3 separate regions of the Mus musculus genome follow, and regions 2 and 3 are each linked to region 1. The links are chromatin contacts, called in public Hi-C and HiChIP or PLAC-seq maps. All regions are on one chromosome and are shown on one strand. Each heading gives the region's core, a stretch centred on a gene start, on an enhancer-like site or on the middle of the called end of the contact. The rest is flanking DNA. Distances are from core to core; before and after follow the strand shown.

Region 1 (3,662 bases), core at 638-3,137:
CAAACCCCTCAAGGGTTCAGGGCAACAGAAAAATGCAAAGCTTGCAGCTGGGCATGGTGCAGCAAACCTGTAATCCCAATACCTAGAATTGCTTCAGCTTCAAAGCCAGGCTAGGCAGCAGAGAGTGACACAACCCCCAAACAAACAAACAAGAATGGAGCTTGCATCCTATCAGAGTTGGGATAAGTTAGGTGGGTTCTCTCCAGGGGAATTAGCCCCTCCACCTTCACCTTGCTTCTTCTTGGTCTCACAACTATGGAAAGAACTCCTTTTTAACTCAAACCAACAGTAGCTTTGCACTGTTCCAAGGTGTAACCCTAGAGCCCCGGAGCAGTCTGGTGACAAAGGGAGATGTTATACTGTAATGGAAACACACCAACTCAAGAGATGATAAAGATGACTAGAGCCCTTGATTGTTGACACAGAGGCTTGCTATGTAGCTCAGGCCGCCCTAGAGTTCACAATCCTACACAGTCTCTGTGCTGTGTGCTGGGAGGGCAAATTTTGACCATGAGAGTCAAAAGTTTTGATTTCGCAATTGAATTGGATCCCATATTAAGTCTGACCCTGGACAAGGGATGTGAGCCTCTTCAGCGTCACCAGGGCACTGTGAAGAACGGTTTATCTAGAAACTCTCAGAGTATGCCTCCCAAGACCTCCATTCAGAAGAGATCCAGTTTCCCTGGCTGGAGAAGCCATTCTGTAAGAGTGCGATTCAGTCTGTGTCATTCTAAATCAATATTTTCATTGTTGTCTAATACTATCCTTGGAATCTTGACTTCATTTTCTTATAGTCCCACTTCCCTCAGAGTTGTACGAACTCCAAACCTTATAAAACCTGGTTGTATTGCTCATGGCCCTCAGGGGGTTACTCAATTAATGGGTAAAATGAAGTGCACACATACACACACAATGTGATTGGTTTGCAGAAAGCCAAGCACTGTTGGCCACAAATGATTATGAACAGAGTGCTGGGCTCCCTCCCTGCTAACCCAGGTAAGGGTGGGTCTAACACATGGTATGAACCTGACTGTGCTCTGCAGCCAGGCCCTAGCCAGCTAGCCTGGGCCAGAATCCTTAGTGACAGAAATGTTGTTCTGTGGATAAGCATCCAACTAGCTTTCCAGGAGGCCCCAAGCCTAGTCTTCCTTTTGACACGAAGCAGATTCCCCTTCTCTAAACCACTGTTTATATTTTAGCCAAGTGTCCCACATAAATCTCAGATCCAACCACCAGACTCTTTGGCTGCTAAAGAAAAGACAAAGACCAACAAGAAAATGGCCTAATAAGGAGTGTTCATAAAAGAGTTGGGGTGTCTCTGTAAAAGGCTATTCCAGGGTCAATTCCACACAACCCTACTGTGAGACTCCAGTATTGGAGGCCAGGATAGCGTTGAAAGCAGCTTCAGAGGGAAAACAAGGTTGTTTCAGAGAACCATGGCTCAAGCCAGGGGAGTGGGGCTGTGCAATATACACTTGGTTCAGGTCAGATTCAGAGAACTTCCTGAAGCCCCTGCTCCAGAGCGCTAGCTAGGAAACACACAGATTTGATTTCAGTTCAAATCTCTCCTATGTATGACTTCGTTTCCTATCCCCCCCCCCCCCTGCCCTTCACCCCCTCCCTCTTCCCTTTCTTTCTATAAGGAAAATAGAACGTAACTTTGTAATGGCTTTGTGGTCCCATAAATTAATATTAGGGTTTGGTTCAGAGCTCAGCGTAGTTATGTGGTAAATTGTGGTTTGGGGCTCATGGTCTGGATGAGGTCTCTGATTTGAAGGCCTGGAAGCTTGCAGAGTGGTGGCTAGAAAGAGCTCGGAAGAAACCTTTTGCTTGTAGGAGGAGTTGGCAGCTGAATCGAGCTGGACCTATGCTGACTCCCGAATTCTCCAGCCATTGCTTCAGGCTTGGATGCCCCTGTTTCTTTTCAGCCATAGTCTTGTGTAGTCTAGCCCAGAGTAGCTGTTATTTTTAAATAATAATTAAAAAGAGTGAAAGTAATCTTTGGGGAATGCAGGAAGGGAGAAAGTATCTTTATATTTAGACATTCTGGACTTGATTATAAATCCTGGAGCGTGGCCGCTCTGTTGGGAATTGCTTCTCTAGGCAACCCCTTCCTACATGATTAACCGACTACTGCCATCTAGTGGATTTGGAGGCCTTTGCCACACTAACTCCTAATGGAGGAGATGTGTGCATTGATTTTAAAGAGAAGCCATACTTAATTGGGCCCCTGCAAATCTTAGGATGGCCCACTGGTAAGGATTAAGAATCAGTCACTCTTGGATATTCCCCTGACTCCCCTGCACAATGTCTATGCTTTGACATCAATTAAATGAAGAAGGAGGAGGAGGAGGAGGAGGAGGAGGAGGAGGAGGAGGAGGAGGAGGAAGAAGAAGAAGAAGAAGAAGAAGAAGAAGAAGAAGAAGAAGAAGAAGAAGAAGAAGAAGAAGAAGAAGAAGAAGAAGAAGAAGAAGAAGAAGAAGGAGAAGAAGAAGAAGAAGAAGAAACATCAATGGGAGTTTATTTGGCAACTGACCAAAATCACTGTTACCCATTTACTGTGGGTAACAATCTTACTTACCAATTCCAGTTTCCCACTGAGGCTATAAACAGGATCATGGCAGTCCTTGGGCAAGACCAGAAGAAGCCCTTATTTGGAGGGGGAATGGGGGATCAGAGCCCTTGTAGCCATTTTCAAACAAACTGTGCTTTGGACTATTTAAGAAGCCCCAGGTTTCAGCCTCCAGGCACTAGATAGATACAAAGAGTCTTCTATAGATGGGATAAAAGTGTCTGGGGTGTGAACCCTGGAACTTCAGATGTAGCAGAATTCAAGATCACTTGCAATGTCTCTTCAGAAGGTAGATACATAAATATTCAGAGAAAGAGTTTAAGAAATAAACCAAATAGACAACACTAGAAGTGTGCAGTTTCAATCTAAAGCTGGATGTAGAGCTAATCACACACACACACACACACACACACACACACACACACACACACACACACACACACCAAGCCTCAGTCCTCTCATCTGGAAAATGAAGGCTCTGTTTAATTACCCTTCTGAGCACTTCTAGATGAAGTTGTATATGCTCAAGTTTTGGGAATAGCTCCAGGTCTGAGAGGTTGAACTGAGGGATCTTTTACACCTCACAAGGAGCACTTCCTACAGAAAGTGAGAGTATTTCACTTGAATGAGAACTTGATCAACCCATGGTGAGTTAGGTCATCCTGGTAGTTATGGATAGACCTAGGGGAAAGGCAGTGTACTGAGTCTCTTCTTGCCTTAAGTCACCGTGTGACCTTAGCAGGTTCTTTATATAATAACACTAGCTTTCCACAGCTAAAAGATATCCACAGTAGCTTTGATCTCATTTTCTTCTTAAAGGGTAGTGGAAGTATAAACAAGCAGAAGTGCTTCTTGAAAACCACAATATGGTTGGGAATGGCGGTTACACACACTTATAACCCAAGCACTCAAGAGACTGATGCAAGATTATCAGAGTTTGAGGCCATTCTGAGACACACTGCACAATTATCTTAAAAAAAAAAAAAAAAAGCTGAGTTGGGAAGGTATCTCATTGGGCAGCGGTGTCTGTTGTGCTAGCATGAGGAGCTAAGTCCCCAGCCCCTCTGTAGAATAGCCAGGCAGCTACATG
Region 2 (3,293 bases), core at 237-2,736, 300 kb before region 1:
GGAGACTGTTAGATCCATGAAGAGCAGACTGTAGCTCATTCATCTGTCTTTGGCTCCTGACATGGTGCCTGTGCCTGGTATGTAGTGAATGTCTGGTCAGTCTTACTGAGCTGCGGAGCATGGAACTCAGAGCATGTCTCTTCCCTGCTCTCTGCACATCACCCACATCCTACGGTGTCACCTGAAAGTCACTGAGCACTTCTTTACCCTGTGACTGCAGACTGGGGATACTGGGAACTTTTCTCGGGGAACTCAGGCTGACTGGTAAGGACCAGACCAATGGCGTTCACTTCCTCTTCTGCTTCTCTCCTCCCCTTCCCCATCTCCTCTTACTCACTTCCTGTCCCCTCCCACTAAGTCTAACGCAACATCAGTACCTATCACAGAGAAAAATGACATGAGATACCCCCTATGCAGGGCCAGTGAGCAGTGAAAGTGGGATGCCGAGTCTTTAAGTGATGGGCAGCTTTTGGAGGAAGAGATGGGGGTAGGGATGGACTTGTTTCTGCAAATGGACCTGAGCTTCTTCATCCATTCTCTCTGACTGGAGCCTGTCTGAGTCACTTAGCACCCAAGACTCAGAGGACAGAAAGACCTTGGTCATAGTGTTCTTGGGGGATGGGGTCAGTAGTTAGATCACATTTTCAAACCAATGTAAAAATTATGTCAGCGCTTAACTGTGTCCTGTTCAGTTTATATACTCACAGTCTGTCTAACTCCTACCTTTCAGAATATGACTGATAATAGTCTTTATAGGGGTAAATGAGGCCATTAGAGGGAGTTCTAACCCAATGTGACTAGTGTCCTTACAAGTCAAGCGAATTTGGACAAAGATATAATTACAGAGAGGAGACCAGGAAATGACTTCTCAAGAGGCCACAGAGGAAAGCAGCCCACATCTGGATCTCAATTTTTTTGGCTTCCAGTTGTTTGAGAGGATACATACCAGTGGTTGAGGATACCACTATGAGCCATTTTAGTACAGCGGGCCTAGCAATCAGTTAGGCGTATTCGAGAGATCTTGGGGGCTATGACAGGCCTGACTGTTGTTATATCATCTCTTGGAGGGTTTCCTGATATATCCCCATAGGCTCCTGGTGCCTATTTTAAGGAGCCTTTTGATTTCATAGTCTCCCTCCCCCCCCACCCCCCGCCCCTGCTCTCCCTGGTGCCTGTGTAAAGGTGCTGGGATTACCAACTCTATCTCAACTAGGCTTTAAACATCATCCTGCCTTTCACATTTGCAGGGCCTGAGACAGGGATGGTGCCCAGTAAACAAAGAGTGACTTGATGAGTGGGCTTTGCTCAGGGTGTTTCCCACCAGTAGCTCTCCTGCTTACACACTGCCCTGTCTTGGGGCTTTCAGCTCCCTTCCTCTCCAGGGCCCTGGCAATGATGGGAAACAGCCCTCAGAGGGAGGAGGTTAGAGATGCAGTGGCCTAGATGGACGAAGCAAGATGATTGGTCCTTGTCTTGTCAAATGATATGATTGGCTGGCTTGCTGGCTGAATATACCCCCGTGATTGGCTCTCCAGGCAGTAAAGGAGGAGAATGAATCCCTTCCCTTCAGGCGGTTCCTGCCAGCTTTCTGGGTGGATGAGCAGAGTCTGTGGTTGCTGAGCTTGCTTGTCAAGTCTGTTTGCTTCAGCCTCAAGGTGCAGAAACTACACACAGCCCAGAGCACCCGGCTCTTCTCCAGACCCGCAGGAAGGGGATTAGCTGCGGGTCAGTAGGGGTCTAACACAATCTTTCTCTGTCGGGCAAACAAAACAACTATTGATATTGCTGCTTTCTGGTCTTAACCCTTTTAACTGGGGGCAGAAAATCAAACCATCTACACCCCGGGCCCTCTCTGTTTCTCTTCTGCTTTGGATTCTTTCTCCCTCTCAGGATTGGACCCGTGCTTTCTTTTTCCTGCAAGTTAAAACTGTAGCTTTTCACCTGGTCTGCCAAATCAGAAAGGATTAGCAAGGAGGCGAGGCTACCCATCCTTAGCGGTCTTGGCGTGCTCCCTGCTATTCTAGCAGCCCCAGCAATATTGGGAAGTCTGCAAAATGGTAATCATTATCATTATAATTATGTTTTCAAAACTGTATTATTAATTAATTAATGAGTTAATTAATTTTTGTCTCACATTTTACAAGAAATGTCCATTGGGGCATTCAGTGGCTTGATCAATATTGAAGAGGTTGCTATACACCTAGGGGACTTACAGACCCAATAGCTGAGGTGCGGGTATACCACTGTGGATTTGGGGAAAGAGCTGTGTATTAATGCACTCAAGGCATTCCACAAGCTTAATTCCACAGAGTGGAAAATCATCACCCAGTCCTTCTTTTCTGACTTGTCTCAGAAACTTATTCCTTGTGCTCACTGGGCATGCATCTGCTCCCTGGGAGGCTTCTGATCTGGACAGGACTCAGTAAGTAACATCTGTGGTTCTAGGTGAGGATAATGGCTGGCAGGGCATACCTTCTTTCTTTGCTTTTACACTCTGGCAGAGGCCTGGAAAGCTGAGCCCACTCATTGGCCATTTTCTCCAAGGGACTTTCCCCGAGCGACCCACTTCAACATTTATGCCAGGCTTCATGTCCTTGACACTTTCCTGGTCCATTCTTGATCTCCTGTTGTGCCAGGTAGACTTCCCATGTGTTCATTTCAGTCTGGTCAAAATGGCACTGAGTTTAAAAATATAAATAGTAAAACTGCTTTTCGGGGGGGGGGGGACCAAATAACTAGGCTGAATAAACAGATATGTCCGATGGTGGCCTGACCTTGGACTTGATCCCAGTCATTCCTCATGAGTCATCTCTAACCATTGCAAGTTGGGTCTCTGCATACCAGTGGAGGTACCTGTTATGAGTGACAGAAGCTACAGGCCTTACTTACTCATGGGAAACATCCTTAACAAAGAGTTTCACATGACCCTAGTAGCCAGTAAGCACCCTCTAGATGACAGGAGCCATGGCTGTTAGCCAAGAGTGGAAGGGGACAATGAAAGAAGGCTTCAATACATTTCCTTCAAGTTCCCAGGAACATCCTTCTCAGTTGGGGTTCACACTTGTCTATCCTAAGGGACAAGGAGTCTCTACTGACTGTCAGTTGACGATGGAGATCCCATGGGAGGCAGGGATGTAGGGATGTGTCTCTTGAACCTTTTGTGCTGTAGTAACTTGAATGATCCTTCTGAGACCTGTGTGTTTTGTGCTCTTGGACTGAACTTGAGCTTTTACCAGTGACTAATCCAGGTGACCACTAAAGACTTGCTCACTCTGATTGCCTAGGTCTCAAAC
Region 3 (3,233 bases), core at 357-2,856, 450 kb before region 1:
TATGTAAATCTGAGATGTATAATTAGACAAACTGGCAACATTTACATACATGATGAGGTGTCTACAGCTCTGGAGATGAACATTCACATCAGGTCTCATAGAATTTGTGAAACCCGGCAACCACATCCCAAGAAATAAATAGCCATTTCTCCCAAGGATAGCCAGAGCTAACACATGAAGCCTGATTTTAAACAGGAAACCCATTTCTACTACTCAGGGAAGCAGTCTCATAGCAACCAGCACAGGCAGGTAGGACAAGAGGTGTTCCCTCATCATCTTTATCATATCTTAAAGTCTGTGGCTAATTTCAACTCTATGGGGCCAAACATTAATATCTGTGCTCGTGTGTGCGTGTATGTATGCATGTGTGTGTGTGAATGTGTATGTTCACATACACACCCGTATGAATAAGTGTGTAAAAGCCAGAGGTTTACATGTGTATGATTTGTACATGGCTGAAGCAATTAAAAAGCAAAACAGTTGCATTAATTGCTCAAAGTGACACCCAGAGAAAACCAAGAGCCCTGGCCTGGAAATTCTCATTGTTTTGATCTTATCTGACACTAAGGCCTCCTGGGATAAAGTCTTAGCCTAGTTTCAGGCTAAAATTGCCCAAACAGTAATAAAACAATAATCAAAATCAAACAATAGCAGTTACACACTTGCTCTGATAAAGGAACCTCTTGCTCACGAGAACCCTGTCCTCTTCCGATCACTCTTCCATCTTATCTACTGACGGAGGGGGGGTCTCCATCAAGATCTTGCTGGTACAGCTACATACTGAGAGTGTTTCCACACCAGATACAGAGCAGGGTCTATCATGTCTACCTGGAGTTTAATGATTCTTTTAGACTGGGTAGCTATCAAGTCCAAGGGATTGTCTCATCTCTTTCCCTAGTATTGGGATCCTAGGTTCAAGCTGTCTTGCCTAGGTTTTTACAGGTTTCCCAAACCCGAATAGTTTTGGAGATACTGAAGTCCTGTTTCCTCCCAATGCTGGCTAGAGTTTTCTTCAGCATGGTGTTTCCAAATATTTGGTCACCAAAGCAGTTGCTCATTCTAATCAATACCAGTCTGCTAAGCCTGATAAAGAGGGATACAGAATAAGACACAATTCTTGCCGAGGCTGTAGTAGGCAAAGAAAATGATCATAAAGTTATCACAATGTAAAAACAGAGTAGGATAAATCCGGGGCAGGCAGGCAAAGGTCTGTGAGCTCCCAGAGCTGAGAACATCCTTTCAGCTTCAAGCAGAGAAGACAGACCCAGGGGTTCTTCTTGAGGCAAGGTTAGCCTGAGGCAGAGGGAGGGTGATGGGAGAGACTCTGTGTAGAGAACACTGCCTTAAAAGGGCAAAGAGACAGGAAAGTGAGAAAGCGGTGGGCTTGTTGAAGGAATGGTGAGTCGCACATCTTGGCTGGAACACTGATTTAGGGATTAGGCAGAGATCATTTGAACAGTATGTTGGAACTGGGTCACCGAGAGTGTCTCCACACCAGACAAAGAGACCTGGGCTGTCGTGGGCATGCTGGGGAGAATCCATGAGGACTGCAGATGGTGGGAATAACAAGATGTAGTGTGGGACAAAGCCAAGATCCTTGGCTGGGTCTCAGGAAAGCAGAGTTGTGGGTGGTGCCCACACCCGCTGGTGAGCCAGTCATCCTCTGGGACTATGCTTTAGAATGGTCTCTTTTCTTGGAGGTGACCTGGCTCAGACAAGCTCTCAAACCCCCACACTCTAAGAAGGTTGAGCCTTTGGAGGAGAGCTGTATTTGGGGGAGACTTGTCTTGCATTAGTGGAGCCAGAGGCTGGAAGGCTGGGGGACCGGAACAGGGACAAGAGAGACAAGTATGAGGGCATGTCAGAAGAACTAACGGAGTGGTGTAGAAACTCTGGGAATGCTGGAAAATGGGAATATAAAGAGGACTCTTTGAAAGCAGTCAAAGATAACTGCAAAGTTTAGAGTCTGCTTTGGTGTGTTGATTGAATAGAAAGGAATCAAAGGTGGTCTGGGTGCAGGAGAAAAATACTTCACTCTTAAGTCAACCCAGGTCCAGAGATTCTTGGAATACATTCCTTCCATGTAACAGACTCTGGGCTGGACAGGGGTCCCAGAGACAACAAGGTCAGGGTCCCTGTGGACAAGAGGTTCCTTTATCAGAACAAGCATGTAACTGATATTGTTTGATTTTGATTGATATTTTATTACCATTTGGGAAATTTTAGCCTGAGACTAGGCAAAGACCATATCCCAGGCAGCCTAGTATCAGATAAGATCAAAGCAATGAAAATTCCCAGGCCAGGGTTCTTGGTTCTTTCTGGGTGTCACTTTGAGCAATTCATGCATCTGTTTTGCCTTTTAATTGCCTCATCCTTAAAGCAGGCTGAGCTTTTTTTTTTTTCTCAAGAAATTATGATGAAAACTCAATAAGCTCGTTTCTGTGGGAATACTCTGAATCAGAAACACTTGGTGTATGTCAGCGATGCATCTGAGAATCCCAAAGCCACAGTCAGGACACTGTTGACAAGCCAACAAAATGAACCCCTCTAAGTCTGGCTTAGTGAGCCAGTGAGTTTACTGGGCTTAGTTACAGCGGTGGGCTGAGGCTTGTTTGTAGGAATATGTAGCTCAGGCTGGCCTCTAATTCCCTATGACCTCATCTTCCTGCTCCAGTTCCCAAGAGATAGGATTACAGACCTGAGCCACCATGTCTGTCTAAAATAATAATTTTAATGCCATATTCTTTTAAAACAATAGAAGTAAGTCCCAGGTGGTATGAAAGGGGTAGGGGAATAATGGAGGGGGGTTAAATAGTGAGGGGGATGAGGGAGAGTGGAGGAGAGACTGAGATAATGCATAACAATAAGGAGGTGTGAAAAAACTGTGTGGGAACCTGCTATTTCACAAGCTCATTAAAATATAACAAAAATAGTGTGAACAGAGGCACCCTACATGAGACTGATAATACTCCTACCAGAATCCATAGCTTATTAAACAAAAATCCCAGCTCCAGGTGTGTGATACCTCCATTTGAATTGTGGGCCAGAGAGTCCCCAGAGACCCTCAGAACAATACACTCTATTGCTCTTGTTCTTGATTGACTATCAAAACTTTTTAGTAAGACCCTATCGACGAAGGCACTACATACTTTCATAACAAGATTTACAGACATCAAATTGGTAGTTACAGTGGAAGCTTCCTCCCTGGTGACTAGCTTTGCTAGTAATAGAAG

Evidence for each region. A called contact is a pair of places that touch in the nucleus more often than the background predicts. HiChIP or PLAC-seq counts read pairs in DNA pulled down with a chosen protein or histone mark.
Region 2: a contact with region 1 is called in a Hi-C map of cerebral cortex, with 3 times the contacts expected there. The contact joins two enhancer-like sites. A contact is called at or near these places in 9 of 484 Hi-C or Micro-C datasets (the 3T3-L1 cell line, the HL-1 cell line, the N1E-115 cell line and 6 more), 2 of 115 datasets of contacts at active chromatin or transcription factors (craniofacial prominence and embryonic hindbrain) and 1 of 9 other capture datasets (embryonic stem cells).
Region 3: a contact with region 1 is called in an H3K27ac HiChIP or PLAC-seq map of embryonic fibroblasts, with 10 times the contacts expected there. The contact joins two enhancer-like sites. A contact is called at or near these places in 2 of 15 datasets of contacts at CTCF or cohesin (the NIH/3T3 cell line and embryonic stem cells), 36 of 484 Hi-C or Micro-C datasets (the AML12 cell line, the AtT-20 cell line, the N1E-115 cell line and 16 more), 7 of 115 datasets of contacts at active chromatin or transcription factors (the NIH/3T3 cell line, embryonic basal ganglia, embryonic fibroblasts and 1 more) and 1 of 9 other capture datasets (embryonic stem cells).

Annotation. Positions count from the first base shown.
Region 1 is chr9:50,170,139-50,173,800 of GRCm38.p6, forward strand. No RefSeq gene overlaps it. Among named protein-coding and RNA genes, the nearest start is that of 2310003N18Rik, 61 kb to the right of the region's middle. Within about 2 kb of position 1,888, at least 35 of the 459 cell types and tissues checked have an H3K27ac peak or open chromatin away from gene starts, as enhancers often do. A contact at or near this core is called in the N1E-115 cell line, cerebellar granule neurons, cerebral cortex and 2 more, where this site is marked.
Region 2 is chr9:49,872,290-49,875,582 of GRCm38.p6, forward strand. No RefSeq gene overlaps it. Among named protein-coding and RNA genes, the nearest start is that of Gm25633, 48 kb to the left of the region's middle. Within about 2 kb of position 1,487, at least 114 of the 459 cell types and tissues checked have an H3K27ac peak or open chromatin away from gene starts, as enhancers often do. A contact at or near this core is called in the N1E-115 cell line, cerebral cortex and stem cell-derived motor neurons, where this site is marked.
Region 3 is chr9:49,721,500-49,724,732 of GRCm38.p6, forward strand. The region is part of intron 1 of Ncam1 (neural cell adhesion molecule 1); the gene reads right to left. Among named protein-coding and RNA genes, the nearest start is that of Ncam1, 76 kb to the right of the region's middle. Within about 2 kb of position 1,607, at least 30 of the 459 cell types and tissues checked have an H3K27ac peak or open chromatin away from gene starts, as enhancers often do. A contact at or near this core is called in cerebellar granule neurons and embryonic fibroblasts, where this site is marked.